Regions from separate parts of the Bombyx mori genome. Here region 2 is linked to region 1. The links are chromatin contacts, called in public Hi-C maps. All regions are on one chromosome and are shown on one strand. The core of a region is the stretch at or near the end of the contact, and the rest is flanking DNA. Distances in the headings are between cores, read along the strand shown. Region 1 overlaps LOC101746894 (protein daughterless). Region 2 overlaps LOC101742339 (ATP-dependent zinc metalloprotease YME1L).

Region 1 (2,880 bases), core at 108-2,607:
CCCAGCGTCGCTACGACGCGGAGGCCCGTGGACATCGGCCCTCATCAAGTCGCTCTCTGTTCATTGCACTTTATGAAAGCTCAGACTAAAGCGGCGTAACAAGGAGAACGCAAGATCACTTCAATACCAGTTAATATAAAAAACAATTACATTTATCAGGAAACTTGTCTTTGCAAATTTACGAGCTGACATTACAAAGGAGATGAGTTTTCAAATTAAACTACCCGCGAAATTGAACGTTCGTGACGTCACGGCGTAGCACGCAGAGGACGGTTAGAGATTTCCGAACAAGAGGGCAGCACGAGAGGAGAGGGGACAGGGGGCAGACACATTGAAGCACAAGAAGAAAGCAACGAAACAGTGGAGGACTATTTTGAAACCATAATTTCGACAAGTAATTGGACGAAAAGATGGGCCGGCAGTTTGAGTGCAAAAAAAATCTCACAATTTGAATCCTAAAATTTTAATTCAATTAGAACTCTCAATAATGCAATTAGTTGGGTATTTGAATTTTTCGGCCATGTTTGTCGGCCGTGTCTATTTTTTTAATATTTCCGGCTTACCGGAATAGACTGAATCGGAAAATGAGACGGAACGCTCGTGCGGGTGCCGCGCGGGGGCGACGCAGGAACATTACCACGGCTGCGATAGTTCCGAGCTCCACTCATTACTATCTCTGAACTTCTGAACCGGCCGATAATTCGCTGATCGTGCGTAAACTTACTTCGAAGAGCGCAATACACATCAATAGAAGAGTCACGTACACGCCCCCCCCCCTCCCCCACCGTTCACTACTGCGCCAGTGGAAAGCTTAAAAACTACAAACCACACTCTTGAGCAGACCTCCCCCTATGGGGACCCATTGCACCACCCCCGTGGGCGGACCACTCCCGCTTTTGGGGAGTTTTTAAAAGTCGGTCCTTCCCCGCTTTGGTCTTCACCTTATGGGGAGCCCAGAGCGGGTGAGCGCCATCAATTGTGCAGTGGCCCCCCTCTAACTTGTAAAAGGGGGACCGCGGCATAGGGCCGGTGGCGGGCCCTATCCGGTTCGCTAGCTGTTATTTGCTTGATGTATATATATAGTTAGCTTTAAGTAGTTGTAGATTATTAGTTAATTTAGTTTGTAGGAAACAAAAAATCAAGCAGACGACAGCCCGGCGCACACTCCTGACCAGACTCAAGCCAATGTGTTATGTCTAAGTATATATAGATGTTCATTGCGACCGATAGCACGCTGCGAACAGCCCTCCTCCTATCTCACCCCTGCCTTTTGTGGCAGGGAGTTCATGTCCGGGCAATGGGTTTTGCCTCAAGGCCCGCTCCGTGCCCCCGCAAGGGAGCACGATGACCCTTCTTAGAGCAGACCTGATAGACCTAAGATCTAGCTCCTAGCGCCTAGGACCTTAGTTAACACACTGCGACCCGCGGGATTATTGCAGGCCTCGGCTCGGATGTTTTGTGCGTATGTATAATAAATCAATTTACAATATTTGCTTTCAATTATGGCGATGTATTATTTAAACTACATAATAGTTTCCAATAGATATTCTCGCTTTTTCAAACACCTATAGTTTCAAATATGTAGATTAATATTTGTAACAATTAAATATTTTGTTCCAAGTGGGGACACCCTGTACAGGCGCGACCTCCATCCGACCCGAGACCCCTAGGGCTGGTGAAGTTACCGGCTGAAATGTAGGAGTACACTTGTTAGTACGCAGTTAGTACGCCTCCAAACCTCAAATATTGGTTTATTCGCCTCCGTCCAGATATATGAGGTTTGTGAGCGCACGAGTGTGGGGAGCTCGGCGCGGTGGAACAGTTTGTAAATAATCAAACCTCGCTCTTTTAGAAATGACAACGGCTTTACAATGGATGTTAATGAAATTATACGTACAAATAAATCATTGACATGAACACTCTAAAAACTAGGGAATTTCAATATAAACTGTGTTCCATTATTTTGAACAAAAACTCTACTATTATCGGGCTCATTTCAACTTCATCACTAGCCCCGTTATTGCGACCCAACCTCGCCCCCCTGCTCGACCGCGCAGCCCCCCAACCCCGCCCCCGGTCCCCCCGGTACCAGTACGGACCTCTCCCTGACATTGTTGGCCTGGCGGCGCTCCCTCTCGCGGGCCGCCTTGGTGTCGGGGTCCACGTCGTCCTCGTCGGCGGACGAGCAGCTGCCACAGCGGGTTAAATCATATGTTAACATCTTAACAGTTTTAGTGAAAACTTATTGTATTAGTTTATTCATTTTATAAACGACTTCAAAACATCTAACTCATTAAAACTCTATAACTACTAAACCGAAACTAATCAAAGCTGGTCAAGGGAAGTTTTGTTTGACGTCCCACCACGGCCCCCACCCCGGGGGGAGCCGACGCATCTCATCCGACATTATAAATCCAGATGTTCTGAAGTCGTTTTTAAAAATCTTAAATATTAATTCTCCTTACGATGGCAGACTTGATGAGGGCCGACCGGATGATAAGTGGCCACCGACGCCTACTGTCATCGGTATCGTACCAGGTCCTGCCATTGCGCTGCCAACCGTCAACTCAAATTACACATCGACAATCAATCGACAATCAACATTCATTAGCGACACACGTCTCGGGCCACGCCGCAAATTGAACCGTACTGCTTGAAACATTAGGTCGAAGTTACGATTCAATGGTATTGGCCCAGCTGAAGGGCGTCCCATCGACAGAAATATTAGTCACTATTTTGTATGTTAGTAATTGTGATATATGACATGGATTTATTTAATATTTACAATTAGAGCTTGCGAGACAATATATTGATAAATACAAATCATATTGATGGCCATGAACATCGAATGACGATATCTCTGAATATTATCTGATAAAG
Region 2 (2,880 bases), core at 153-2,652, 130 kb after region 1:
TAGCAAATCCCACCCCTCCTGGCTGTGAGCATTTGCTCTTCCACCTGTCCTGGTGAAACTGGACAGGCATCCGGGCCACCAGTAACCTTTCCATTATAAAGAAAATCGGTTGTCTGTAAAGTCGGTTTACTGACGATAGTTGAACGTGTCAACGTCATAAGAAAATACTGATGGAATGGTTTCATTTTTCAATTATCGCAATAATAATTATCTTTGCTATAAACAATTGACACCGCATTCACTTTTCACTGAACTTCATACTTGACGTAAACATGTAAATGTATGATTGTATAGCAGCTGTCCACGCACATGCATCGCTCACTCAAGTAGGAGAGAGACAGATGTCGACCGCGGCCGAACGCGGAGGCCGATTGTGCCTCTTTGTCGCTCGTTGCGCGCTCTCGCTTGCACTTCAAGCCTTAAATGGAACGCCTCAGAGCGAGGAAACGCCGCATGAGTCATGTCTTTTCCTGCGTGCAGCCGGCTCCATCGAATTATATGATGTTGTCACGTCAAAAAAAAAGTACTGTCGTCCCTTGTCTAATCAGCAAGCAGCGCACATGCATAACGCGCCATCCTGGTGTGGTAACGACCAGCGCTGTACAGACTGTTGGTGGGCTGACGTCCACTCAGCGCGACGCGGGCCGCCCCAATATCCGCTAACGCGTACTGCACTTGCCGGCAGGTACCACGAGACGAAGCAGCAGCTCCTAGCGATGATGGACACCATGATGGGGGGGCGGGCGGCGGAAGAACTCATCTTTGGACCGGAGAAGATCACCTCAGGTTGGTCACTCGTGCCCGCGCGGCCGCCCGCTGGAACCGACTGATAGGCGGATCCTTTCCAGGCTAAATCAGAATGATTAATATGTAATAATTAAATAATAATAATTATCTGTGGTCGGTAACACCCCACGCCCCGTGCTGCTGTCGAGAAGGGTCATATGTTTCGGTTTGAATGGTGGGGCAGCTGGTGCACCATACAGTTGAAACTTTGACCCCATGTCTCAGGATGAGTGGTGGCATTTATACAGTGGCGGACGAGGGCGGCGGGCTGGCGATTCGGACAAGTACCGGCCCTTTATTCCTTTTAAAGCTTTTATAAAAATGTAGTTGCTTATTGCGAAGTGGTTACTTACTGCCCCCGGACGCACAGGGGCGGCGTCGGACCTGAAGCAGGCGACGTCGCTGGCGCGGCACATGGTGCGGGAGTGGGGCATGTCGGAGCGCGTGGGCCCGCGGGCGCTGGACCCGCCGGCGGCCCCCGCGCAGCCGGCGCCCGGGCCCGCGCTGGCCGACCTGGCCGACAGCGAGGTGCGCAAACTGCTCAGCGACAGTCTGGACCGCGCCAAGCACATCCTGCGGGCGCACGCGCGCGAGCACCGCGCCCTCGCCGCCGCGCTGCTGCGCTACGAGACCCTCGACGCGGACGACATCCGGGCCCTCATGAACGGAGAGAAGACCAAACTGGAACGCGGCTCGAAGACCAAGGACCCGTCTCCTTCCCCTTCCCCCAACCCCGCGCCTCCCCTGTTGACCCCGCAGCCCGCTCCCGCCTAGACCTGTCCCCGATCGTAATCGTTCGTAATAATAAAGCTCTTTAAAATTATTTCAGTTTCATTATTTTTCGATCAGTTCCCGTCGGTGCCAAGCATTGCATAACTCTCTCCCGCAGCTGTACATCTCTCTCTCTCTCTCTCTCACAGCTATCTGTGAATTACAGTGTGTTGAGTACGAGTTTTTTAACGTTCTCGATAGCGTAAAAGTTAGCCTAATTTTGTATGCAGTTGGAACAGCGCCCCTAGCGGCAAACGTAGGCAAACGATCCCATTCCATACAAATATGAGCTAACTTTTACGCTATCGAAAACGTTAAAAAACTCGCACTAAGCACACTGATCTCATGATACGGCACTAACATGTAAAGATATATATATCTTTACATATATGTATTTAAAAATAAAAAGCAAGAAAATATTTCATAAATTTAATTGCACTTATTTTAAATAACAAGTGAACTATATACAATATGTCTGATTTATACATTGTTTTATAAAATAAATTCATTGGGACAAGTTGTGACGTCACAGGTGAACAGTGAACAGAGGTTTAGTAGCAGGTCCAAATGAAGCAAAACCATGTTTGTATCCTGGTTGGTATACAAGCCAAAGGTGTTGTCCTCAGTCCGCGACACGTTCAATGATATCGTTACGTAGATATATGAACAGATGCCGGACTGCTTATTCGCTGATTGTAATAACACTTCTTTATATAAACCGCGCCAATAGAGAAACGAATCTAAAATGGCGGCAGCGATCATGCGCTCTCACTCTAAACTATTGCTGTCTTTAGTCGCACACGGCGCGTACTGCGTGCAAAAAAAATATCAGTTCTGGCTTTGTTGTTGAGCTCGAGTTTTTTCGCTTTCGAGTTGGGCGACTTAGATGACTGGGAGCAAAAGTGTCTACGGAAGTTGCATCCCAGATGAGACTCCCCCCCCCTCTGCCGGGCATAAGGTAAAACACATTCTCTTTTTTTTTTTTTTTTTTTTTTCAATTATCACTGGTGGTACGTCACTTACTGGTGGTAGGACCTGTTGTGAGTCCGCGCGGGTAGGTACCACCGCCCTGCCTATTTCTGCCGTGAAGCAGTAATGCGTTTCGGTTTGAAGGGTGGGGCAGCCGTTGTAACTATACTGAGACCTTACAACTTATATCTCAAGGTGGGTGGCGCATTTACGTTGTAGATGTCTATGGGCTCCAGTAACCACATAACACCAGGTGGGCTGTGAGCTCGTCCACACATATAAGCAATAAAAAAAAAAAAAACAACTTTTTCTATCTTTCTTTTTATTTGTTGATCCTTCCAGTCAGTGCAGGTA

Evidence for each region. Hi-C and Micro-C count contacts between places; a contact is called where the count stands out from the background.
Region 2: a Hi-C map of middle silk gland shows a contact between it and region 1, with 2.8 times the contacts expected there. The contact joins two enhancer-like sites. A contact is called at or near these places in 2 of 7 Hi-C or Micro-C datasets (middle silk gland and midgut).

The regions. Positions count from the first base shown.
Region 1 is chr2:268,949-271,828 of ASM3026992v2, forward strand. LOC101746894 (protein daughterless) reads right to left here. Exons shown (of 14, transcript XM_062672427.1): 12 at 2,100-2,189. Among protein-coding and RNA genes, the nearest start is that of LOC101742491, 22 kb to the left of the region's middle. Within about 2 kb of position 1,358, at least 4 of the 8 cell types and tissues checked have open chromatin away from gene starts, as enhancers often do.
Region 2 is chr2:400,574-403,453 of ASM3026992v2, forward strand. LOC101742339 (ATP-dependent zinc metalloprotease YME1L) reads left to right here. Exons shown (of 14, transcript XM_021347216.3): 13 at 686-786; 14 at 1,157-1,609. The coding sequence ends at 1,560. LOC101742200 (zinc finger protein 791) reads right to left here. Exons shown (of 2, transcript XM_004924950.5): 2 at 1,973-2,880. Among protein-coding and RNA genes, the nearest start is that of LOC101742200, 5.2 kb to the right of the region's middle. Within about 2 kb of position 1,403, at least 5 of the 8 cell types and tissues checked have open chromatin away from gene starts, as enhancers often do.